Regions from separate parts of the Mus musculus genome. Here all the other regions are linked to region 3. The links are chromatin contacts, called in public promoter capture Hi-C maps. All regions are on one chromosome and are shown on one strand. Each heading gives the region's core, a stretch centred on a gene start, on an enhancer-like site or on the middle of the called end of the contact. The rest is flanking DNA. Distances are from core to core; before and after follow the strand shown.

Region 1 (3,803 bases), core at 63-2,562, 340 kb before region 3:
AGCACACACAGCTTGTCTGGTAAGCTCAGGTTGTCTACCAACTATAAGATATCCTGAAATTAATTTCCCTTTTCATGGTGTGAGATGAAAATCAAATTTTACAATTTTACATGTGGAAAAATCAATATCCCAAGTGTTATTTAGTGAAGAATAGATTCTTCCCTCACTGATAGGAAATGACATATATACTGAGTATTAATCTTCTATAAGCCTGTGGGTGTATTTGAGCGCTATATTCTCCATTCCACTGGTCTGTATTCAAACAACTGAAATAGTAGCACTTTTGGTGGCTTTCAACAGAGAAGAAAAGTTAAAGGAGGGGCTGGAGAGATGTGTCAGCCCTTAAGAGCACTGACTGCTCTTCTGAAGCTCCTGAGTTCAAATCCCAGAACCACATGGTGGCTCACAACCATCTGTAATGAGATCTGATGCCCTCTTCTTGGGTGTCTGAACAAAGCAGCAAGAGGGCTGGGCGAGTGGGGCCGGAGCAGTCTGAAAACAGCTACAGTGTATTTACATATAATAAATAAATAGATCTTAAGAAAGAGAAAAAGAAAGAAAGAAAGAAAGAAAGAAAGAAAGAAAGAAAGAAAGAAAGGAAGGAAGAAAGAAAGAAAGAAGCTAGCTTAAAGGAGAAGTGCAACTAACAGGATTTCTTTGGAGGGAAATTCAGTAACCCAGATGGGATATCATAGTAGAGTGATGGCGGGGGGGGGGGGGTGGGGGGTGGGGAGGAGGAGAGAAGATAAGAGGAAGATAGCTTGTAGCTTTAAATTTCCGGGCTGGTGGCAGAGTGAAAAGGTGAGTTAGTTTTGTCAATGAGAAGTATTTTCACAATGGGCTACACTAAGAGGCCTAGACTCACCCTGTGTGCTTGAACTTTATACACTTGGAAGTCACCTGGAGAGGATGAAAAATGGGAAATAGAAGAACAGAAGGCTGAGCTATGAGTCATTTTCCAATTTAGGGGATAGAAGAAAGAAATGGAAAGAGAAAACACCTTAAACGATGATCAATAGAAGGCTTCATAACCTTCAAAACCTTAAGGATTTGGGGGTGGGAGAATAGTATGCTTGTGGGTCCTATAGGCCCAGTTCAACTGGTGTAGCAGTTTCTTTTCTCTGAGCATCTTCAAAGTCCTCAGATCCCTTCTAGGATGTTGCAGATAGCAATTTGAAGAGGGACCTGCTATGGAGTCCCCAAGTCCTTCGGGTGCCTAGCTGCAGTTCCCCAGGTTGGCCGCAGGGGGCGAAATCTGCGGCGGCCTGGCAGGCGGGCGGGGGCGGGAGGCGCCGCTCTCTCTCTCTGGTCAGTCTCTCTCCTCCCGGCTCTAAAGCTCCCCGGCTGGCTCCCGGGCTCCCGGGTTCCCGGGCTCCCGGGCTTCCAGGCTCCCAGCGCTGGAGCCCTTCCTCTCCGCCTAGGCGAGGCAGGCCGGCGGCAGGCCGCAGGAGGTGGTGTCGTGGAATCCGCTGGCAGTCCGCAGCCCCGCAGAGCCTGGAGGCCGCCCTGATGGAGCCGCGGCTCCCGATTGGAGCTCAGCCCCTGGCAGTATCCGTCTGAGAGAAGGGGGGAAGGGGAAGGGAGGCCGTAAGGGCGTGGGGTGCGGGTTGGGGTGCAGCATGTCCTAGGGCGAGCAGAGTAGGGAAAGGGGACCTGCTCAGGAGTGGACGCTGGGATAGCTGAGGAGAGCTGACGATATGAGTCTGGCCCCGCGTCACCCCAATTTGGCTGCGTTTGCAAAAAAAAAAAAAAAAAAAAAAAAAAAAGAAAAAGAAAAGAAAAGAAAGAAAAAGAAAAATTAGAGATCCTTGACCAGTGCCTGCATATGGTGGCGGGTTTGGAGATGAAGGGTCCCCTCCGGGAACCCTGCGTCCTGACCCTAGCCCGGAGGAATGGGCAGTATGAGTAAGTAATCTGACTCCCACCGAGGAGAGCGCCTTCTTCTATAAACCTCCTTGAGCCTGAAACCGCAGGGAGCCACCCACCTTGGCCAAGAGGGCAACAGGTTCACAGCTAGGTGTGTAGAGTGAGCTGCCTGAGCCAGGGCCTCCCACCCCCAACTTCTAAGCTACTAGATAACTCCTGGGCCCTGTGGCTCAGTGGATGGACTCAATGGACAGGAAAGCAGGAAGCCTGGGTTCTTAGTTCCTTCACCCTGTCTGTAACTGACATGCGTTGTGTAACCCAAGTTAATCAAGCTTTCTGAGCCTTGGTTTCCTCTTGAGTTGAATAAAACCATAAACTGTCTTATGGCTATTGGAGATAAAACTGGGGGACCACCCAGGCAAAAGTGGCTTACAAGTAAAAGTGCAATGGAAATGCTATGTTGCTAATGTTACAGACATGTCTTTTTTCCCATTCAACTGGTTCTTCCTGTCCCCAGATCCTCTTTTTTTTTTCCGTTTGCTTGAAGGCAAATGCATTAATTCACTAATGTGTTGGCGCAGGGCAGCCACTGTCGCACTGGACCGGACTATTTGGAAAGCAAAGTTAATGAAATGTGTAGAAACAGAATGGCATTTGACATTTTTCTCAGTGCATGTCACCTCCAACTCTTCCTGGGATGATGGCAGCTCAGTAAATACAGATGACTGATTGAGCAGATGATTATTTTCATAAGCAGTCACCACAGCTGCTAACCTTGCCCCCTTGCCACTAATACTTCATCTTTAAAGTTTCCACGGTGACCGTTTCATATCACAGTGCCCTATCGCTGTATATGTGCAAGCTACTTCCCTTGGTTCACTGGTTTCTGGGAATAGATTTTTCCCCCCAGTTTAACAGGTATTGATCACTTAGTTCCTACCATCTCTTAACACTGGATTCTGCATGAAAAAGTGTCTTGGACTCTACTTTTAAATCCTTGGTCCCAGGCTGTCTAATTCACAAAGAAGGAAAGTCCCACTAGCCTGGCCTGAACGTAGCTGCAGCTATGGGTGCTATTATAACTGATTATCATCTAGGTCCATGAAGTAGCTCGTCCCTAGATCCTGCTTGGTTGGTCCTGTTGATGTAAGAAATTCATGTTATTTTCCGTAGACTTGATAAAATCCAGGAAGACTAGTTTAGTAAGAGTACATTCAATAGAATAGTGAATTAAAAGGTGCAATTCCACGTGGGAAAGGTAGAAATGGTGTGTAGAAGTGTAACCTGCACAAACAGGTAGATTCTGTGTATCTTGGTTTCCTCTTCTATAAAACCCAAAGTTTTAAGAATTGACTGGGACAGCTACACTGTTGGAATAACCACAACACAGATATTTGTCCCCTGGGTCAGTGGGTTTAGAACTCTACTAAGAGAGCCAGCAGCCGGTTATGAAAAGTAACTCGTTCTGTCTAAGTTCTTGAACTAGAACTTTTAAACTTGGCAAGGGGAGGGCTCTTTTCTAGTTCCCCACAGAGAAATTAAATCCCTGTGTTTTGAGTCCATATAACTAATAAAAGGATAGCCCACAATTAACGAGATGGCTTGAAGACTGTTAAGCACTTATCATGCTCCTTTACAGGTACAGACATAGATGTGAAGTGGCTTACTCAGAGTTACAAAGCTGCATAGCTGAGATCCAAATCCATGAGGCATAGTTAAGAATTCCACAGCGAAAATTTCTACTTTTTGCTTTTGAGACAGTGTATTTTTTTGGAGGTAGCCATAGCTGTCCAGGAACTGACATTGTAACCAGGCTGGCCTCAAAGTCAGACATCTGTCTGCCTCTGCCTCCAGAGCACTGGGATTAAAGGTGTGCACTAGCATGCCCAGTAGAGAACATTCTTTTGAACTGAAAACACCTAATATATAGTACCACT
Region 2 (3,800 bases), core at 497-2,996, 340 kb after region 3:
TACATAGTAAAACTTGGGCTTGGAAAATCAAGAGCTGGTATGTAGCTCAACAACAGAGCATTTACTTAGCACGCACAACAGCCTGGGATTTATACTTAGGATTGAGAGGAAAAAGCAGACATCTCAGCTCCTAAAATGCCTTAGTTAGGTAAGGCAGATGGCTCAGTGAGTAAAGACACTTGCCACCAAGCCTGATTATCTGAGTTCAATCCTTGGAGTTTACATAATGGAAGGAGAAAACCAACTATGTAAGTTGTCCTTTAACCATTACATGAATGCTTTGGCATACTTGTGCATGCAGGTGCGTGTGTGTGTACATACACACATGCATAGACAATAGAAAAAGAATTAAATGCATTTGTTTATATTTTCATTCCCCACTTTTCTCTTCCTCTCTCTCCTCCCACTTCATACTGTTCCTCTTTCTCTCTCTGAGTCAGGGTTTTGTTACCCTGGTTAGCTTGAAGGTTTAATTGTACACTGGTCTGGCTTTAAACGTGCTGTGATCCTCCTGCTTCTGCCTCCCAACTGCTGAGATCACAGGTATGCACCATCGTGCCTTGATGGTATAAAAAAGGAGTATCATGTCTAAATTGTTATCAAATAGCTGTTGCTGTAACCCTTTTATCTTTATGTCAATTATTAAAGTAAAAGCAATTTGTAGAGAATAAATTTTAAAAGCCTAGAGGTACATTTTTATTCAAGTTACTGGGTTTGTCAAGGCTTCCTAAAGTACTAGTTAATTTAATCTAAAAACCAATTATCGTTCAAAATGTGTGTGTGTGTGTGTGTGTGTGTGTGTGTGTGTGTGTGTGTGTGTGAAAGTCAGAAGACAACCTAAAGGGGTTGTTTCTCTCCTACCATATGGGTCCTTGCGATTGAGCTCAAGTTCTCAGGTTTGGTGGTAGCAATTACATCACCTTCCTGGCTCCAGAAAGACAAAGTCCTCCCTGAAAACAGAAAGAAAAAAATTATTCAGCTATAATTAATATATACAAATTGATCCCTAGTACTTCCAAAAATTCTGTATGGTTCTAAGTGTTCTCCTAGAAAAATAAAATAAGTGGAAGAATAGGAAGGCGTAGAATCCCTTCCCTTCATAAAAAGGTAATGTTAAGTGGCGAAACGCTGGGCTGAAAAGGCCAGCCTATATTGGGAATTTTAGGAAACTGGAGCAAAGGGATTAAATAGGAAAAGCTGAGGTTGGCAGTTCTTCATTATCAGTACTTTTTCCAATGCTCTTCTTCAGCTTTTAAACGTACTTGGATATAGTATTATTCAAATGCTAAAATGTACAAACAATATAACATCTTTAAAAACTGTAGCGACAAGAGGCTGGAGAGATGGCTCAGCACATGTGGCTCTTCCAGAACTCAAGATGCTCTTCCAGAGGTCCTGAGTTCAGTTCCCAGCAACCACATGGTGGCTCATAACCATCTGTAATGGGATCCGATGCCATCTTTTGGCCTGCAGGCATATATGCAGTTCGGATGCTGTATATATAATAAGTATTAAAAAATAGGAAAATGATTTTTTTTAAATGTAGAGATGGGAATTGAGTAACACTTCTTAAAAATTTTAGGCAAACCTCCTTGCTTTTCTTTCTCTGGAACTTCGACATGCCTATAAAATAAATGAGGCATTATTTAATGAATTGAACCTTAGGCAAAAGCTAGAAAGTACTGGCGTATGAACTGGTTTTAAGATGCATTTAACCCTCAAGAAACTGGAGTCCTCCCTCAGGGAGTGGAGAGGTCTGGTGAGGTGGGGGTGGGGGGATGGGGACATTCTCGTGGAGATGGGGGGGAGGAGGTATGGGATGTGGAACCGTAAGATGGTGGACCGGGAGGGGGATAAAATCTGGACTGTAAAAAAAAATTAAATAAATAAGAACTGGTTTTAAGGTGACAGGGATGAAGGCTCTTAGCTGGAATCCTGAGGCAGCAGGATCAGGAGTTCATGGATAGCCTTAGTTACATATCAAATACAAGGCTATATGAGACCCTCTCAAAAACAAACAAATAAACCCAAACAGCAGGAGGTCTGGAGACTGGCTCAGTAAGTAAGGGGGTCTGTTCCCCAAAATGATGATCAGAGATCTACCTGTGGGACCTAGACAGTAGAAAGTGAGAACTTACAACTACCATGTTGTCATCTGACCTTCAAATTGTGAGGACAAACGTGTGTGTGTGTGTGTGTGTGTGTGTGTGTGTGTGTGTGTGTGTGTGTGCGTGCGCACACACACACACACACACACACACACACACACACAGACTCACACACAGGTAATTTTAAAACCACCACAAGTGGCTCTATTTACTGACCACAAAACCTCTTGAAGCTAGTTCTTCATCTCAAAACAGTTCTTTAATACCTTACAACCCTGTAGAGGAGTGGCAGCAAACAAACACTCAATCAAATGTTATCACAATTGCATTTGTATGGCTATTAAAGCAAAGGCACAGATTAGCACCTTCGTAGATACAGTGTTTCTTTTATTTTTATTTATTTATTTATTTTACTTTAAGATGGCTTGAATCACACTGTATCTCTTTTAGGCACCTCACAAATACCTAGGAAACTTTTGTAGCTTAAAACTGGATTTATGTATCAAATACAGTTTTAGAGGAGCTAAAAGGCACTGAAACTGATAATCCAACCCCCAAACAACAAAATCAAAAATTCAAGCTCATAGACTTAGCTGATCCTCTCAAACAAAGAGAGGTCCTTGGATAAAGATCTTCCACATCTGGGAGAAACTGCTTCACTTCACATTGAGACTTCTTCCTAAAAGAATTCAAACTTGAGGAGCATTGAAAGGGACTCCATGTCTGCAGCAGGCTTTCCTCCTCCGAATGAAATGCTTCCCCCGTTGCTTAAAAACGAAAAACCCTGCACAGCTTACTGATGGAAAATCGTGCATCTAAGTCCACGTCTCTCCAGTCTGGGTTTTTTATTTTCTAGAATCTAGACAATAACCCGCGGAGAGAAAGATTTCTGTGACAGAGAAGGGCAGTTCCTTTGGGAAGAATGCCGTGCCCTACTAGCATGGCAAACCCGCTAGCAGTTCTGGGTAAGGGGTAAGGTATAACTTAAGGGCCGCAGGAGCCCGAGGGTGGAAAGTTCGTTCGGCATGCACCATCAGCCTTTCCCAAGACTGAAGAGATCCGCAGCCGGGGGGGGGGGGGGGGGGGGTCCCGTCGCTATCCAATGTACAAAAGAGCCCCAGGGGCTGACTCCAGAAAGCAAAGCCAGAGAGGTCCTGGGGCCCGGACAGCCTCCCAGGCCTTCGGAGGCCAGGCTAGCGCCCAACCCGGGCCCACGCGGCCACCCATGCCCGGTCCAGGCCTGGGAGGCAGCCGCCGGCGATCGCCACAAGCACCCCATGCTCCGCGTTGCCCAGGCGACCTTTCCCTTCCCGGGGCCTGAAACAAGATGGTGGGCCGTGCACCATCGGGCTTCGGGTCCCTACTATCCAGGGCACGGAAGCCTTGGGCTCGCATCGCTGCCGCTTCGCTCACCTTCGAAGCGGGGAGACGCGGGGAGACTTACCCAGACCGCTGCAGGACGTCCGGAGCTCAGAGGAGAAGGAGGAGCAGCGGGAGGAAGAGAAGAAGGAAGGACAGGAGGAGGGGAAAAGAGGGGCGAGGAGAAGGGGTGGAGGCAGAGCGAGAAGGGAGGAGCAAGGAAACGCCGGGTGCCTGCCACTCAAATGGCGGCGGTGGCGCCACAGCGGTGACCACGATCAGAACCCTAGAGACTTCCAAATGCCAGAGCTGCCAGAGCGCCCCAGTATATAG
Region 3 (3,759 bases), core at 486-2,985:
AACAAAGAAAATGGAAGAAGAGCCGGGTGTGGTGGCGCACACATTTAATCCCAGTACTCGGGAGGCAGAGGCAGGCGGATTTCTGAGTTCGAGGCCAGCCTGGTCTACAAAGTGAGTGCCAGGACAGCCAGGGCTACACAGAGAAACCCTGTCTTGAAAAACAAAAAAACAAAAAACAAAACAAAAAAAACAAAAAAGAAAGAAAGAAAATGGAAGAAGATGGTCATAGAGCTACCATCATAGAGGATACCAGGAGAGAGCAGTCAGGGAACTCTGGGCTAGAGTTTTAGCAACATTTAAAATTGACTGGGAGGGGAGCAGTGAGCAGGATGTAAAGTAAAAATAAATAATTTTTAAAAAATTGTCCTTAAGCCCACTGGAAAATTGTGTCTATGAAACCATAGAAAATATCTGCTTTGTTCAACAATGTATCAATAACTCCTAAAAACCTGGCACATAGTCAATGATTAAAAAAATTTTACTGAATGAATAATGAAAAACAAAAACAACTATCAAATCCCATATTCAATTCTGGGACCACAAAGACTAGAAAGTATTATTTTATTTAAGAATTTTAGAGCATTGCCGATTACCATAAGAAATTTCAGTGCAACCGTTGGAGAAAACAAAATGGAAATGACCTAAAAGAAATGGCAATAATGTTTTTATGCAAGAAGTCTCAGGCTGGTCAAAAGCATTTGACACCCTCCCCCCAACCCTGACAACCTAAATTTAATCCCCTGCAGCCAGATGGTGAAAGGAATTCCTACAGGTTGTCCTGATTTCCGCGTGTGCAATGGCATGCGTACACACGCGCGCGCACACACACACGCGCACGCACACGCAAATGCACTCACACACATAGATAGGTTTATTATTTACAAATTATGCCAGACGTGGTACCACAAAAGCATGTAATCTCAGCAGGTCGGGTGCTAAAGCAAGAGGATCACCAATTTAAGGCTAGCCTGTCTCAAACAAGAAAAAAAAAAAAAAAAAAAAAAAAGCAAGAGTTGAGAAACTGCAGCCTCATGCCTGTGCTGCAAGCAGTTTACTAGTGAGCTATGGACCGGATAAAATAAGATTGTGTGTGCGTGCATGTGTGTATGGGTCCTACTATGTTGCACCGGATGGAGCAAGAAGAGATCTTTCTGCCTCATAACACATTCTCGAGTGACATTTTCTTGTATAGGAAAAGGGGACAATGAGCTGTAATCACAGGTACACCGGCTCAAAAAGAATTTCTCTTCAGATGGATAGAAACTTGCTACGTTCCCGTCCCCTTGATCTGGCAGGAGTCCAACACAGTCTGGGGCTGGCCAGTCCAGAGCTGTGCGACAGAGTCCAACGGGGCCTGGCCCTGGAGGCTTTGTTTTGGTTTGATTGGTTTTGGTTTTAGCTCCGTCCCTGACAGCGCAGCACCCTCGCCCTCACCACACTAATCTCGGACCGCAAGAAAACCGAATGCCAGGGAACCAATACCGCCAACCTAAATAAAAACCTCTCAGAAGAATGGGGACCGGCAAGTCCCACCCACCGGCAGTGCGGACCAACTGGCAGGCAGCCGGCTTTTCCATCGACCAATCCTGGAGCGCCTACAATACTTTGCAAGCCTCCCCCTGGGCGGAAATGACGCGCGTTGTCGCGCGTGATTAGCGGAAGCAAAATTTGCTTTGCGGCAGGCAAGGAGCTTGCTCTCTCTTTGGTTTCCGTTCCTGACCCATGTGAGTTACCGGCGACAGCGATGAACTCTATCAAAGCTACGAAGGGGTAAGACGTAAAAGGGAAAGGAGATTCCCGGGTATTTTTGAGGGCTGAATTTCCTGTATTTAGGGAAGTGGAAGCCGAACTGCTGTTTGTTAGAGATTCGCCTCCCCAAACCCTGCCAGTAGTTAATGTATCGGCTAGGAATCCTAAAGTCCCTTAATTTAAATTGGCTTTGCTCCTCAGTTTCTCGGCTCTTAAGTTGCATCGCTGTTAGGTCTGATGGTCGTCCGACTCTTGGCAAAGTTACTATTGATTTCCCTTTATTTGTCACGTGCGCATTTTCTGCCTCTGCCACGCGCAACATGCGCCGTCTGTGAGAGTGCCAAGTTGTGCCAGACCTAACAGGTATTTCATGTTACCCCTCAACGTTAGAAAAATCTAAATGTAGTCGCTTTGGTAATGTTTGCTTAGTAAATACCGAGATCCACTGTTAAGTAATAGTAGGTTTTTCCTAAATTCTAATCACCTTAAACACCCATTTATACAGTTGGTTTCAACCATTACCCTACGTCCTCAGTTATGCGAACAAATTATCAAGATTACATTTTTAATAAGTTGCACTTAATCAAGGCACCTGACCGGTGGGAGATCCATAGAAGCATTAATAGAATGTTTTCGAATGTTTAAAAGGTTTCCCAGTTGGTGGCGGCACACGCCTTTAATCTCAGCACTTGGGAGGTAAAAGCAAGCCAATCTCCAAGTGTGAGGTCAGGCTGGTCTACAAAGCGAGTTCCAGGACAGCTAAGGTTACACCGAACAACTCTTGTCTCAAAAAATAAAATAAAATACACGTTTAAATAGTTAATAGGAAACTGCCTTTGCCTCAAAAGACAGCAGTAGCGTCAGTGGGAAATTGAAGCATAGTAAGTAACAGAAGTGCAGGGTCAGCCACTAACCAGTGTTGTCTTTCCCATGCCGATATTGTCATCTTGGAAGTGATGCCTGACCCCCTTCTAAAAACACTTTAACTAATTACCTTCTGTTTTGTTTTTTTGCACCTCTTCTCAGATAAGAATACTCAGAACTGAGCAAACAGATATTTGTTTAGATCAATAGTTCTCCACCTTCCTAGTGCTGCTCAACCCTTTACTACAGTTCCTCATGTTCTGGGGTTCATGACCACCTCCCAAAACATAAACCATAAAATTACTTTCCTTGCTTCTTCATAACTGCACTTTTGCTACTGTTATGAATTGTAACATGAATAATGTCTGAAATGCGGGATATCTGACACATGACCCATGGGAATGGACCTTTTGCCCCCCCCACACACACACACACCCCTGTGGGTTTTGACCCACAGGTTGAGAACTGCTGGTTTAAAAGAAGAGTTATTTCATGTGCTAATGTTTCTGTGTTGCCTTTTTAAAACAGCCTTCTGGCTTTGAGCCAGCAGGATGATCTAATGGATTTGACAAGCAACTACCCCTTGAGTGCCAGTGAAGATGAGGTAGGTGACAGCTGTTGAACGGATTCAAAATTAGGGTGAACAAAACACTCCTGGAGAGGAAAGGGGAATAAAAATGTGTGCGTGTAAAGAAGGTTACTAAAACTCTAACATATGCTATCTTTTTTTTTTTTTTTTTTTTCTGGTTTTCAAGGCAGGGTTATACAGCTCTGGCTATCCTGGAACTTGATCTGATGCTATCTGAATTTTAAACCTATTCCCCTGACAAAACTACTTACATTGTTTTTCCTCTTTCTCTGTGAACTATTTTAATACCAACACATGGGAAGCAGAGCCTGGTAGCTCTCTATGATTTTGAGGCCAGCCTGGTCTAAAAGGCAAGTTCCAGACTAACCAGGGTTACATAGTGAGACCCTGTCTCAAAAAGGGTAGTGGGAGTTTTCTCCTGGGGGGAGGGGAAACACTTCGATAACTGTGGCTATGAATTGAACTATTTTTCAGTGTTTCTGTATGAAAAACACTTTTTGTATCTTTTTTTTTTTTTTTTTTTTTTTTTTTTTTTTTTGGCTTTTCGAGACAGGGTT

The links. Capture Hi-C pulls out chosen DNA fragments and counts their contacts.
Region 1: a promoter capture Hi-C map of adipose tissue shows a contact between it and region 3. The contact joins the promoter of Ocrl here to the promoter of Utp14a in region 3. A contact is called at or near these places in 2 of 39 promoter capture datasets (the HPC-7 cell line and erythroid cells) and 1 of 9 other capture datasets (adipose tissue).
Region 2: a contact with region 3 is called in a promoter capture Hi-C map of adipose tissue. The contact joins the promoter of Zfp280c here to the promoter of Utp14a in region 3. A contact is called at or near these places in 1 of 39 promoter capture datasets (cranial neural crest), 3 of 115 datasets of contacts at active chromatin or transcription factors (the 230-238 cell line, the SCID.adh cell line and memory CD8 T cells) and 2 of 9 other capture datasets (adipose tissue and pancreatic islet).

What each region holds. Positions count from the first base shown.
Region 1 is chrX:47,911,144-47,914,946 of GRCm38.p6, forward strand. It overlaps Ocrl (OCRL, inositol polyphosphate-5-phosphatase), which reads left to right and starts at 1,313. Exons shown (of 24, transcript NM_177215.3): 1 at 1,313-1,548; 2 at 1,826-1,905. The coding sequence starts at 1,510.
Region 2 is chrX:48,590,812-48,594,611 of GRCm38.p6, forward strand. It overlaps Zfp280c (zinc finger protein 280C), which reads right to left and starts at 1,747. Exons shown (of 19, transcript NM_153532.4): 1 at 862-1,747.
Region 3 is chrX:48,255,199-48,258,957 of GRCm38.p6, forward strand. It overlaps Utp14a (UTP14A small subunit processome component), which reads left to right and starts at 1,736. Exons shown (of 15, transcript NM_028276.1): 1 at 1,736-1,770; 2 at 3,142-3,217. The coding sequence starts at 1,745. Gm39511 (a long non-coding RNA gene) reads right to left here and starts at 1,594. Exons shown (of 3, transcript XR_882302.1): 1 at 1,538-1,594.